Linked DNA regions of Rattus norvegicus: region 1 is linked to region 2. A link is a contact called in public Hi-C data. All regions are on one chromosome and are shown on one strand. Each heading gives the region's core, a stretch centred on a gene start, on an enhancer-like site or on the middle of the called end of the contact. The rest is flanking DNA. Distances are from core to core; before and after follow the strand shown. Region 1 overlaps LOC120093663 (a long non-coding RNA gene). Region 2 overlaps Nsmce2 (NSE2/MMS21 homolog, SMC5-SMC6 complex SUMO ligase).

Region 1 (6,746 bases), core at 1,003-3,502, 410 kb after region 2:
ATTTTATATTTCAACTTTATGAAGAATTAGGGCAGGAAATAAAAGTTTATTACCATTTTCAGCTGCTGCCAATATCTGAGAGACCCCAAGGAATTTCTGTGAAAATGTGGGAGCCAGCCGAGCCTTCTTTCTGGAAACCAACAGCCCTTGAAAGGGTTCCATGAAGGCCCAGAATCAATGACGCAGATGGAGTTTAGGATTAGAACTTGAGTGCAGGCCAAACCCTGTCAGGTCCTTGCTGGGCAACTGAGGACCAGCCCTAGAGTCCACATAGAGAGTATGAGATATGAACTGGTAACATTTTTTTTTTCCTCAGAGGTGGTGCATTATCTGGGGAAAGAATGTGAGGAATCTGTCCCATGCTTGAGAGCAGTAAATGGCTAATGGCAGAATCTTGAAAGGTCCATATCCACATGAATATGGGAGTTAGGGGTCCTGCAGCTGCTGAGTCTGTGTGTATGAGGCCTATGACCTCACATATGGAAGAGGCCACAGGAAAGTGGGGTACGGGGGCCGAACATAAATTGGGGCATCTTCTCATACACAATTGTCTTCAGTGTTCACACAATCCTCAAAGACCTCATCATGTCTGTGTTTGACCTTTGAGGAAGCCATCTATTTCATAGATGAGGCCAGGCAGGCAAAAGCTCTTAGTTGCATAGCAATCTGTTGGTACCAGAATTTGAACCCACGTTCATTTAACTCAGTTTTCTACCCTCATTACTCCAGTTGCTTGTACAGCGGCTGACAGGACGTAGTTGGGTTTCTTCAGATTCTCACTGGAGTGGCTGTCTAGATAGTCCTTGCAGTAAAGCAGATACCATTCCCATTCCTTTCCTGGGAACAGGCCACTCATAGTATTTGGTTAGGAAAGGGAGTTGTATATGCCAGTGTCAAAGACACCAAGGTATGGCCTACTGTCACCACAGGTGAGAGATAGGGTCTGTTTTAGTTAGGATTTTACTGCTGTGAAAAGACATCATGATCAAGGCATCTCTTACAGAGGATAACATTTTATTTGTGCTGGCTTACAGGTTCAGAGGTTCAGTCCATTATCATGGCAGGAAGCATGGCAGTGTCCAGGCTGGCATGGCGCAGGAGAAGCTGAGAGTTCTGTATCTTGTCAAACAAGAGAAACTGACTCCCATGTGGCTAGGAGAAGGGTCTCAAAACCCACACCTACAGTGACACATTTTCTCCAACAAGGCCACACCTACTCCAACAAGGCCACACCTCCTAGTAGTGCCCTTCCCTGGGCCAAGCATATATAAACCATCACAGAGTACTCCTGAGGATCCCAAGCAGAGCTATACATTGTCTTTGCCAGCTGAGCCTGGAGTGATGGCCCCACACAGATGATCAGTATAATAACTGACCAGGAAGAGCACACAGGCCCCGACGTCTCTAAACCTGGGAGACCTGCAGGATTGTGCAAGAGCGACCTCTACTTGGGCCCAGAAAACAAGACAAACAGCTTCTTTTCCATGCACTGTGACTGACTCATTTTCTAAGAAGCCCAGCCATTTTTTGGGTGGTTTGGAAACCAATCCAGGACTGAGTGAAGCAAGGAAGACACAGAGCAGACGGCAGCATCATTGACCCCCACTTTACTCTCCATATAAAGCACAGAACTCAGCCCCTGAGCCTGGGGATGGGACCATCATAAGACCCCCCCCCCCTTCTTCATTCCAATGTACTTGTCTGCCCAGACCCCCAGAGGTCACACTTATAGACGAGCCTTAATCAGGACATTCTAATCTGCCCAAGCCTTAGTTTGAGTCATGAATTATTAAGGAGATTCAATAGAAGAGAGAAAGGACTTGCCTGCCACTGGGATGCTTGAGTCTAAACCATATAGCCCTGTGTTCTACCATTATTTGGAAAGACGGGGTCCTTCGGAGTTTAGAAGGACTGTCCATAAAGTAGAGCTCTTTTGAGTTGTTGCTGTGAGAACTGCGTAAGAGAATACTTCTGCCCCTGCCACCCATCACACACCTAGCAAAAGTATTAGCTGCCTTCTCCTTCCTGGCTCATTCCCTCATGAGTGCCAAGAAGAGATATTTGGATCTGAAGATATCAAATTATTTCAAGCACAAATCTTTTCCAGGTTCCTGTTTTAGAAACTGGGATCAGAAAACACAGCCTCTCAGGTTGTTATGAGACTGACCGAGTCGACATGAGTACTGTGCCAGCCCAGCTCCGGAAGTTCTCAGCTTTGTGGCTGGTTATAAATAGTTCTTCTCTGTGTGGGTGATGCCTCCTTGGCTGGTGCTGTGTGTGCTGTGTGGTCAAGGCTGAACTGACTCACCCTGGAGTGACAGATCTAGGTAGTGACACCCAAGGTAGCTGGGTAGAAATAGCCGGGCTCTTTATTAAAACCAAGAGACAGATTGGATGTTCTTGTGACAGGTGCCTTGGGGCTTTGATAGGCCCAGAGAAGGAGAGGGGAGATGCTTGTGGCTACCAAGTCATAGGAAAATGGGATGCCCCTACAATTTTCCTAGACAAAGAAACTTGTAGGGTGTGCTGTTTCTTTTATGAGGACATAGATAAATGGCAGCTGGGAAGATACTCCTCCTTCTTGTGGGGACAAGGGGACTGGGCCGGGCATCCTAGAGCCTGTTTCTGGCCAAGTCAGACAATATTTGATTTCTTCCCAGGAAGTAGAGAAGATGGGTGAGCCTCAAGCCCAGTGTACCTTCTATAACTGTATTCTTTACAAAATTCTACAAGTGTGTGTGTGTGTGTGTGTGTGTGTGTGTGTGTGTGTGTGTGTGTGTATCTGGGGCTGGGAGCTGGGATGGGCACACAGCCCACTGGATGTTCAGGAAGAGAGAGGTTCAAAGAAAGCTTGTGAAGGAGGCCACATTTGAACAGAATTGTAGGCAGAAATCAGGGGATAAAACAAGCATCTCACTTCTCTAACTCCCCCTCATTCTTTGATCTCTACCAACAGATTCCCACACAGTATGAACCTACTTTCATTGAGGTCATCATTGACCTTCTTATGGTAAATCCAAAGCTCCCCTTTAAACTAAAGGGAATGTCCACTTGATTTGAAGTTCACTTTTCTCTTGACTCCTGTTCTTTTCCTGCCTCTCTAGCTGTCTTTTTCCCATTTCCATTGTGACTTTATCTGTTCTATCTCCCTAACTATTTACCTTCCATCTATCCATCTCTCCTCCATCTTTACAACAAAGAGACTTTAATGGAAGCAATGTTTACAGAGTGTGGAAGTTCCACAAGGTGGGACTAACACCACGGAACCATCAGTAGCTTTGGGCCTGAAGACTGACTGTTTACTAGACTCCAGAAATTTGAGGCTAGGGAAAGTAGCTTGGTGGTAGAATGCTTACCTAGCATGTACAAGGCCCTGGGTTCAATTCCTGGTACCGTGGAAATAAAAACGAAGGAACAAACTTCTAGAAAGTGAAGCTGTGAGGGGCTTCCTGTCAGGGGCTGAGCCTTTGGCAGAGGAACGAAACTACCTAGGGGGCAGCCTCCTTCCTTGACTTTCCTCCTCATCCCTTCTGAGGTTCCCAACATCATAAATGTGGGCTGCCTCTAAGCTAGAGCCCTCCTCTGATTATACACCCTTATCCCAGAGACTCTTTCTTACGGCAGTGGCAATGTAGCCCATTTTCTTCTCTTCCAGCAACTGGAGTTGACCTGCCTTCTTCCTGGGCATCTCTGTTTTTCAGACACCATCAACTCAGGCAGTCCACAGGTCATCATGCCTTCCCCTCATGCTGTCCCTTTCCTGTCTTCCTTTCTACTGTGGCTACCTTGTCCTTTGTCATGGATGATGTCTTATCAAGAATCATCTAACCTCTTCCAGCAACACTCTTGTCTCTGCTGGTAGGGGAACCATCAGGGTTCTTTCTAAAAGATCACCTCTAACATCACTTTACTCCTACAAGTTTTTCTACTCAGCTCGTTACATCCCAGATGATGACCTTGGCCTGGTGCTATCTCTGCTCACCTCTGTTCACCTCCTCCCCTGTTTCCATTCCCCCTCCTTGGCACCTGTGTACCCTTTACTCAGCTGGGTCATTAGCAGATCTCCCAGATGCTTACAGGTTCATGCTCTTGTGCCTTCTCACAGACCGGAACTTCCTCCCTTCACCTCCCACAGCAAAGGCCTCAGCCCTTCCTCATCCCATTGCACTCCTCCTTTCTGGAAAGCACTCCCACAGCCCATGCTCAACAGGGGTTGCCTAGAGCCCAGGATCTTCATCTCTTCCTTTCTTTAGTTATCTAGGTAAGTTCTCTGACCACCCCTTGCATTTGGGACCCAGCATTGGCTCTGTGTTTGCTGAGAGCAGGAACATGTGGAGCCTCTACATTACAAGGACAAGCATGGTGTGGTGCCTTTCTCTAGGCCCTCAGTTGAGTTTTCAATTTCTCTAAAATTTCGCCTCCCTCTTCTATCAACCTCACCTCCTAGGGCCCACTTCCCACTTCCGGTTCTAGCAACACTCATCTGGCCTGGCACAGACACATCCCACTCTTTCAAGCACCAATTATCCTGTGCTCATGACTGATTCCTCCACTCCCCACCCCCCACTTCAATGGGGAGTGCCTCCTTGCTCTTCAAGGCCTGTGTCTGCAAGCTGGTTTCTGACAGGAATGATGCCTTGTCCCTGTGGATCCTTAGGAAAGCTTGTCACCTCATGCCGGATGTGCTGTAGGATGGGGGGATGTGTATGATTAAGTTAACCAAAGTTTAATGCAATGCAATACAGTCTTCTCTGTAATATGTAATATTATATATGCTTCACTGCTTCACGCATATCAGCTGGTTTGATTTGTGCAACAATGCTATAAAGAAAATACTGTTATTGTTCCCATCTTATGGTTTATAACACTGAAGCACAGCATGTTACTCACTTTTGTCACTGTGATGAATTACTTAATAAGAAGCAGCATAAGAATTGGAGGGTTCCTTACGGTGGGAAGGCATAGTGGTGGGAGAATTCCCAAGGTGTTTGCTTACATCTCCGAGTACCAGGGAGCAGAGATGGGACAGGAAGTGGAGCCCGACTATAAACAGAGGCATATGTCCTCCAGCTAGGCTCCACCTCCCCAAAGTTCCATACCTTCTTCCAACAGAGCCACCAACAAGAACCAATTGTTTAAACATGTCTGAGGAGGTGGGGCATTTGTCACTCAAACCCTAACTTATGCAGAAGTTAGTTAAACTGTCCAAAGCTACATGGCTAGAACATTCCACAGATAGGATTTGAACCTAAGTAATCTGGTTTTGCCATGGGAACCTAAAACTGGGACTTAGACAGAGGGGTTTTGATTATCTCACTGTGGAGGGTGACCTTGACTTTGCAGACCTGGTAAGCTGTAGAAGGCCTTCAAGTTCTCGTAGTGGGTAGTCTTCAGGTGGCTTTGGATTGTACTGTGTACACAGGAGAAGCTGTGGGATTGGGGTAGGGACCACTCCCTGGGTCCTAGTAGTAGAAGGGTGGTTTCCTCTTTTATCAAATTTGTGAGTAGGAGAAGACAATCAGTTGTTTGGCATTTTCCTCCCTTTCCTGGAAGTGCCAATGCTGGGTGAAGAGAAGCTTTAAGAAGCTCTGTGGGTGGCTAGAAACATCTGGCATGGGGTTTGCTAAGCAACTCCAGAGATCTGCCTTCTGGAGAAGCCTGAGAACTGGCCTGGCCTTCTTTGCCAGTAAAGGACATGGCTTCCTTAAAACACTTGTATCCTGTGCCTTCCAGTCTTCTCCTGGTTGGCCTTGAGTGGTGAGTGTGAACACTTAGAATATTATCAAAGCCAGACAGTATTTGCTATGGGCTCTCTCTGTGGACCCTGGGACCAGCCACTAGACACTTTGACTTGGCATTTTGGATATTCCCAACCTGATCTTTAATGAGTCTAATTTACTGTGTGGATGACCATGAGAACAGAAGGAAGGAGGGAAGTTGAGATGTATTGTAGGCTGAATTTATGAATTTCAAATAATCTATTGAAGTCAGAATCCCCATGGCCTCAGAATGTACCCGTATGGGGGAATGGGCCCCTTGAAGAAGTATGTAATATTTACTGATGCCATTGGGGTCATAATGCTTACTGAGATCATTGGGGGGAATATTAATCTGAGAACTGGGTCTTCAGCAAAAGAGGGAACTTGGATCTAGATTCCATATATAAGAATACAGGAAGAAGCCAGCCATGAGGCAGCCCAGGAGAGTCAAAGCAAGCCTACTTATACTCTGATCTTGGACTTCAGCCTCCAGAATTACAAGAACGTAGATCTTGGTTGCCTAAGTCATCCTGATACAACATCTGCTTCTGTAAGCTCTAACAAGCTATTAGAAGGTGACACCATGGACATCTCATTCGCTGTGCCCCCCAGTCATGGCACTTCTGTTTCCATGGGGTCAGCCTAGCCAAACAGGAAGGGATTTCTGGCTAGAGAGCGACTGGGTGTAGGTGACACTGGGCATGGGACCTGCTGGGCTGTCATCGCTAGACTGGTAGGCCTTGCCCTCAGGGAACTTCTAATCCCATGGGGAGACAAGTACATTGTGAGCTAAGTACCTATGAGTCACTCAGTAATGAAACAGACGAATGAGACAGCAAGAGAGGTGAGAGTCCATGGTCCATGGTGATGTCATAGAGGGTTGCTTCAAAGGCTCAGCCTTGGGGCCTGTGCATAACAAGTGTGAGGATCTGAGTTCAAATCCCCAGAGCCCTTATAAAAAGCCAAGAATGGGTATGTGTGCCAGCA
Region 2 (6,152 bases), core at 494-2,993:
TAGACAGTGTTTCTCTGTGTAGCCTTGGTTGTCCTGGACCTCACTTTGTAGATCAGGCCTCAGATCAAGTAGAAACAGTTGCTTACTATCATCACAGACATGGAGCTATTGCATACCTTGTCCTAGTGTGTAAGCTTTACCATTGATTAGGACTTTGGATAACTCTTTTCCCCCAGCAGCTTACATAGATCCTTTCAGCCCTGTAAAAGTTAGCCAGCAGAGAGGAAGTTCCGGGTCAGTTCCAGGTCAGGAAGGCTGACCTTAAGTCCAGGCCTTATATCCCTGAGAATTACTTTGAACTTCTGGTCTTCCAGTTTTCTCTGTCTCCAGAGTTTGAGATAATAGGTGTTTATCAGTATGCTCAGTTTTATATGTTGCTGTCATCAAGCCCAGAGTTTCATGCAACTGTGCTATTGTTGTGGTTTGCCCTGAAGTTACTGTATTTTGATGCTAATTCCACTGCCCCAAGGACAGCTGCCTAGTCTAGGACTCAGAACTCAGGTGACTTCACCAGAACCACCTCTCCATTGAATTTGTAAAGTACTGGTGAGGGGCAGGTGCAGGATAGAAGGAAGCCTGTCATTGGAGAAGGAAGGATGGGCGGGAGAGAAGTTTGAAGGAAGAGGAGGAGACTAGAGGGAGGAGGAGAGACAGGACAGAGAAGGAGAGAGGGGAGAAGTCGTGGCAGGACAAGATGGCAGGTGATGTTAAGATTCTGCTCTGTGTATTTACAGGTTGTTATTAATGTTCTCAAGGGATGGATAGTACCGGGCATTGTATGTGTAAGTGGGCAATTATATCTTACCAATTGGATCTAAGATTATTGTGTTGTGTGTTCTTTTATGTGAGGGTTTGAGTGTAGGAAAGTGTGCGGCTGGGATGTGTTTCCGCCAAGATACCTTGGGGCACCGAGGTGTAGACCCAGTGGGGTAAAAGACACCGATACTTTTTTATTTTTATATTATTACAACATGCTACTTCTCTAGCCCCCAAACACAGTTTTTTCTGAAAATGTGCTCTTAATTGTTTTGCCTGGTGTATTTTTAACCCTCAGATTACAGTCTGTGTCTGTCTGTCCCAGCTAAGCTCCATGGTTATTGTCTGTGTTCCCCCACCTTCTACTGTTGATATGACCTGTGTGGTGGTTTGAATTAGAATGTTGCCCTTAGGCTCACAGATTTGAATGCTTGGTCTTCAGGGAATGGCACTGTTTGAAAGGATTAGGAGGTGTGGCCTTGTTAGAATAGGCTTTGTTGGAGGAAGTACCACACTGGGGGTACTCTCTGAGGAGAGCCCAGGCCAGGCCCGGTGGCTCTTTCCTGCTGCCTTCAAATATAATGTAGATCTCCCAGCTACTGTGTCTGCCTGTGTATCACCACACTCTCCACCATGAGGACCATGGACTGACTAAGCCACTGAAACTGTAAGCAAGCCCCAGTTAAATGAGTTCTTTTATAAGTTGTCTCAGTCATTGTGTAACACAAATTTTCTTCTAGTTGTCTCACTCCTTCATCATATTTATATCTATGCCAGATCCCTGTACTTTATTTATACACACACACACACACACACACACACACACACACACACACACGAGAGAGAGAGAGAGAGAGAGAGAGAGAGAGAGAGAGAGAGAGAGAGAGAGCGCAAGCGCACAAGTGAGAGCGAGCACATGCGAGCCATTTTTCCTTTAGGAGCTGGCATAGACACTTTTAAAAGTTGGGCATTGTAATTTGTACTCTGTGTGGTACTGCCCTCTGCTGGCTTCTAGTTGTCATTTCTGACTAAGGCAGCCAATAGGAAAATGCATACCTCTTAACAGTCTAAATTTTCTCCAAATGCAGCTGCCTAGTAAAAGGACAAAATGATAATTATTTCTGAAGCGATTGTAAAAGTTTAATCAAGATAACAACATGGATGTGCATGGATAGCTCTTCCTCCATAAAGACAAGTGTGTCACTGCTGCCTAGGATGCAGTACATGTATACATTCATACCTACATGCATGTGTCCACATATTAATGAACTTTGGGATTTTGGAAATCAGACAGTACAGGCAATATTCAGGCTTCCTTAGGTAAACAATTACTTGAGCTCTTGTTGTTCTGCCTTTCCTTGTATTCAGAGGGTCTCAGTTCTGTAGCTGACCTGTATTGTTCTGAGAAGATAGGATTCTTGTAGAGGCATGTGCTTCCTGCCTCAGAGCCTGGCCCTGGACTTCTGTGTTTTAGGTTTTCTGGAAATGCTTATTGAGTGACTGAGTCAGTCAAGCATTTAAGGCATTTTGGGTATTGGAATCTAAAAGCCGTGGTTGGAGAAGTGGCTTCACCTTTGTTAGCAAACTTCTCCCGAGGAAGCTGGCCCTTGAGCAGTTATCCTCATTGTTGGACATTCTGTAGCAACTTTTTATCCAAGTTCAGCAGAAGACCCAAAAGCTAGTGTTTGGTGTAGTATTAGTATTGCCTACTTCCTTTGCTGGTGGAATTTCCCTGCACTGTGGTGTATGTCTTAAAAGTGTGTGAGGTGTATGTTTATGTGTCATTGCCATTAGCATCTTTCTTAATCCTGACCTGGGGTAAACCTCCTGGTGCAACCATTCTAAAAGCTTCTGTCCGAAGAGAAGCATAGGGAGCTACCATAGATAAGGTAGGCCCATCCTGCCAAAGGAAAAGGTTTAGGTAGTGACCATTACTGAGTGAAATAAACAGCCTTCTCCTCAATCTGTTGGCATGAAAATGATTCTCACTAAGTTAAAATAAGTTAAGCCTAGGATGCAGAACGAGAATTTGAATTCGAACCCAATTACCTGTCACTAACTCATACCCCTCCCCCCCCTTTTAACCTTGTAGTAGTTGTGGACAGCAGTAACCCTCAACAAGTGAGTCAGTCAGCTTTGTGACACCATTACAGAATACCTGAGATCATTAAATTAAAGGCTTTTCATTGTTTGGGGGTTCCAGTCTGCGATCTCTTGGGATCTTCAGTAAGCAGCACATTGTGGCAGGAACTTGCAGTCCCTGCCAGCAAACAAGAGAGGAGGAAAGGGTCAGCATCTCAATTCCCACTAGCAGCCTAAGCACTTCCCACAAAGCCCTTCCTCTCAAAGGTTCCATCCACACCTACCAATGAGGCCTCCCAAGTGCACCCATCTAAAATACAACAAACAGCCTTTGGGGGGCATTGATTATCCAAATGGTAGCACTGCTGTTAGTAATATGCCAAGCATAATCTGGTGTATTTTCTATACTTCTTAACCAGTTTATGGAGTTTGTATTATTTTAGGTATAAAATGAGAAAACCTAAGTCAAATGTAATTTTTTGATGGGCATAATGGCTGATGAATGTTACTAAAGTGTTTGAGCTAGCAGAGATGGCAGATGACCATACACTATACAGCATAGAGCCTTCATGAGCCTTGTAAGGACAAGTGACAATGGGGGGCGTTGTTAAAGATTGCTAAGAGAAGGTTTGAAAAGGAAAAGAGAAAAGCTGTTCGAAATAGCAGTATGGGCAGATCTTACAGTGTTAGATTTAACTAGCTGTTTCTTGCATGTCTGAGTTTATACATTGATAGGTCCAAATAGAAACAAAGTAGAAAGCAAGTCTGTGAGGTCCTCTTGTATTTGAAGCATGGGCCATAAGCCACATAGCTCTTCACAGTTATTCCCCTCCACAAGTGACACTCTTGTATTGTTCCAAGCTGAATCGAAGCAGTGGAATCATTGAAGTACACTGTGTACTTGTTTTACTGAGCCTTGATGTTTTCTAAGTTGATATTTAAGGAAACCAGCTTCTCCATTTGTTTGTTTTGTTTTAAATTGTGAAGATTTATTTATTATGTATATAATGTTCTGCCCTCATGTTTGCCAGCTTGCGAGAAGAGGGTACCAGATTTCATTATAGATGATGTCTGTCTTAGGATTTTACTGCTGTGAACAGACACCATAACCAGGGCAACTCGTATCAGAACAACATTTAATTGGGGCTGACTTACAGGTTCAGAGGTTCAGTCCATCATCATCAAAGCAGGAACTTTGCAGCACGGTGCGGGAGGAGCTGAGAGTTCTACATCTCCATCTGAATACTGGCTTCCAGGCAGCTAGGATGAGGGTTTTATAGTTCACACCCACAGTGACACACCTACTCCAACAAGGCCACACCTCCAAATAGTGCCTCTCCCTGGGCCAAGCATATACAAACCATCACGGATGGGGATTGAACTCAGGACCTCTGGAAGAATAGCCAGTGTTCTTAACCTCTGAGCCATCTCTCCGGCCCTTGTTCCTTCTGTTTTTAGCCACAACAATGTGTCATATATCCTTTCATACTGAGAGCCGGTAATGGTTTGGTTTTGTTCTAAGTAGCTCTTTGATTTGAATGATTTCTGTTGTAGTTTGGTTGGTTATTTTAATGGTGCAAATCCCGTAAGATGGATTTTCTGGAGACAAAGCCCTCTGGTGTTCATTAGAGTTTGGAACCTATATAATGCATACTAGGTGTTGAATTCTAGATATATGGTGGTGGATGGCTTTGTGTGTGCGTGTGTGTGTGTGCATGTATATGTGTGTGTGTATGTGCGTGTACATGTGTGCACGTGTGTGTGTGCATGTGTGTGCATGTGCGCTGCATGTGTGCACGTGTGTGTGTGTGTGTGTGTGTGAGAGAGAGAGAGAGACAGAGACAGAGACAGAGACACTAGCTCTAGCTCTCCTGGAACTCACTGTAAACCAGGCTGGCCTTGAACTGAGATCTTCCTGCTTCTGCCCCCGCCTCCCATGCACTAACTACCACATTGGATTTGTAGATGGCTTTTAAGGCTTTTAAGGTTGTTCCTTAATAAGATTTATTTGGATTCATAATGAAAAATGAGTTACTGTTTACAGTTTAAAAATGAACTCATTTGTTGGTGTATAAAAATAACTCTAGAGACTTAAGGACTGTCTGTAGCAGAAGTCTCTAACTTGAGGGTGCATCCGAACTACTGAGAGACCTCGTGAAAATAGATCACTTTCATTTATCTCCATAGTTTCAGTAATTCTGAATAGCCGGAATTGGCATTTCCAAATTTCCAGGTGCTGCTAATGCTCTTGGTCTAGGGACCACCATGGCCCTTGCTGTAGGAGACCTGCCACTAGATGGCATCAGAACACTTTTTAGAGCGTAGTCGTCTGCCCAGTTGACCTAGGTCTTGGTCAGAGTTTAGGTTATATAAAAGATTAATCATAGTCTTAGAACTTAACACTCTGGAGCCCGTTCTGTTCCAGATACATACAAATAAAGATGCTTTGGTTCTGTCAAGGCAGGGAAGCTGTAGGAAAATTGACACTGTAGTCTTTCACACTGCTTCTGTCTCCACGACTTCCTCTTCAATTACTTGAGTTGTGCCATTCGATTTCTCAGGAATTGCTGCAGGACTTGTTACAAACCAGAAATGCAGAAGCAGGAGAAATGGCTCACCACTTAGAGGACTGGCTGCCCTACAACCTCTGCCAGGGCTAGGGGACCCCATGCCTTCTTCTGGCCCCCAAGAGCACCAGGCACACAGGTTTTGCATATACATAGAAACAAACAAATGTTTTATGCCACACATATAAAACACCAAAAAAGAAATCTTTAAAAATGTGATTCTTTTAAAATATATGAAAACAAATGTACATCTCATGTGAATCATAAAACAAGTGGCATTTTTTTCTCAACTAGTGCGTTTTGATTTGTTAACTTCTATAATCACTTTAAAATATTTGTTCACATACATATTCATAATTTTGTCCTTTCTCCAGTTCCATTTGGAACAGTGTAGAAGGTTAAAGGTGTGAAAAACACTGCCTGTTGGCATCTCTAGATACAACGTTGAGCAGTTCCCTTCTAAAGGGCTCTTGGAAAACTGTTTTAGATTGCTCTTTGCCTCCCCGCCTCTTTCTTACCTTGGAGTCTCTTTCACTCCATACATTTCCAGATGTCTCAACACCTCCAGATGTTCTTCTACCCACTGTACTGGCCTAACTGTAAGAGCCAGCATCGTTTTTGCATGGTGGTTATGTGTAAAGTTACTTGGCTTGCCCTGTTCTGTGTGCTAAACCCTCCTGTTCACATTAGCATTTCTCATTTTGGTGTAAGTTTCTGTTTTTTTTTAAAAAACAGATTATGTATAGT

The links. A called contact is a pair of places that touch in the nucleus more often than the background predicts.
Region 1: a contact with region 2 is called in a Hi-C map of the A7r5 cell line, with 4 times the contacts expected there. The contact joins two enhancer-like sites. A contact is called at or near these places in 3 of 12 Hi-C or Micro-C datasets (the A7r5 cell line, the Rat2 cell line and liver).

Annotation. Positions count from the first base shown.
Region 1 is chr7:93,240,014-93,246,759 of GRCr8, forward strand. It overlaps LOC120093663 (a long non-coding RNA gene), which reads left to right. Exons shown (of 4, transcript XR_010053834.1): 4 at 1,035-6,746. Among named protein-coding and RNA genes, the nearest start is that of Trib1, 150 kb to the left of the region's middle. Within about 2 kb of position 2,253, at least 37 of the 93 cell types and tissues checked have an H3K27ac peak or open chromatin away from gene starts, as enhancers often do. A contact at or near this core is called in the A7r5 cell line, where this site is marked.
Region 2 is chr7:92,832,473-92,838,624 of GRCr8, forward strand. The region is part of intron 2 of Nsmce2 (NSE2/MMS21 homolog, SMC5-SMC6 complex SUMO ligase); the gene reads left to right. Among named protein-coding and RNA genes, the nearest start is that of Nsmce2, 9.9 kb to the left of the region's middle. Within about 2 kb of position 1,744, at least 6 of the 93 cell types and tissues checked have an H3K27ac peak or open chromatin away from gene starts, as enhancers often do. A contact at or near this core is called in the A7r5 cell line, where this site is marked.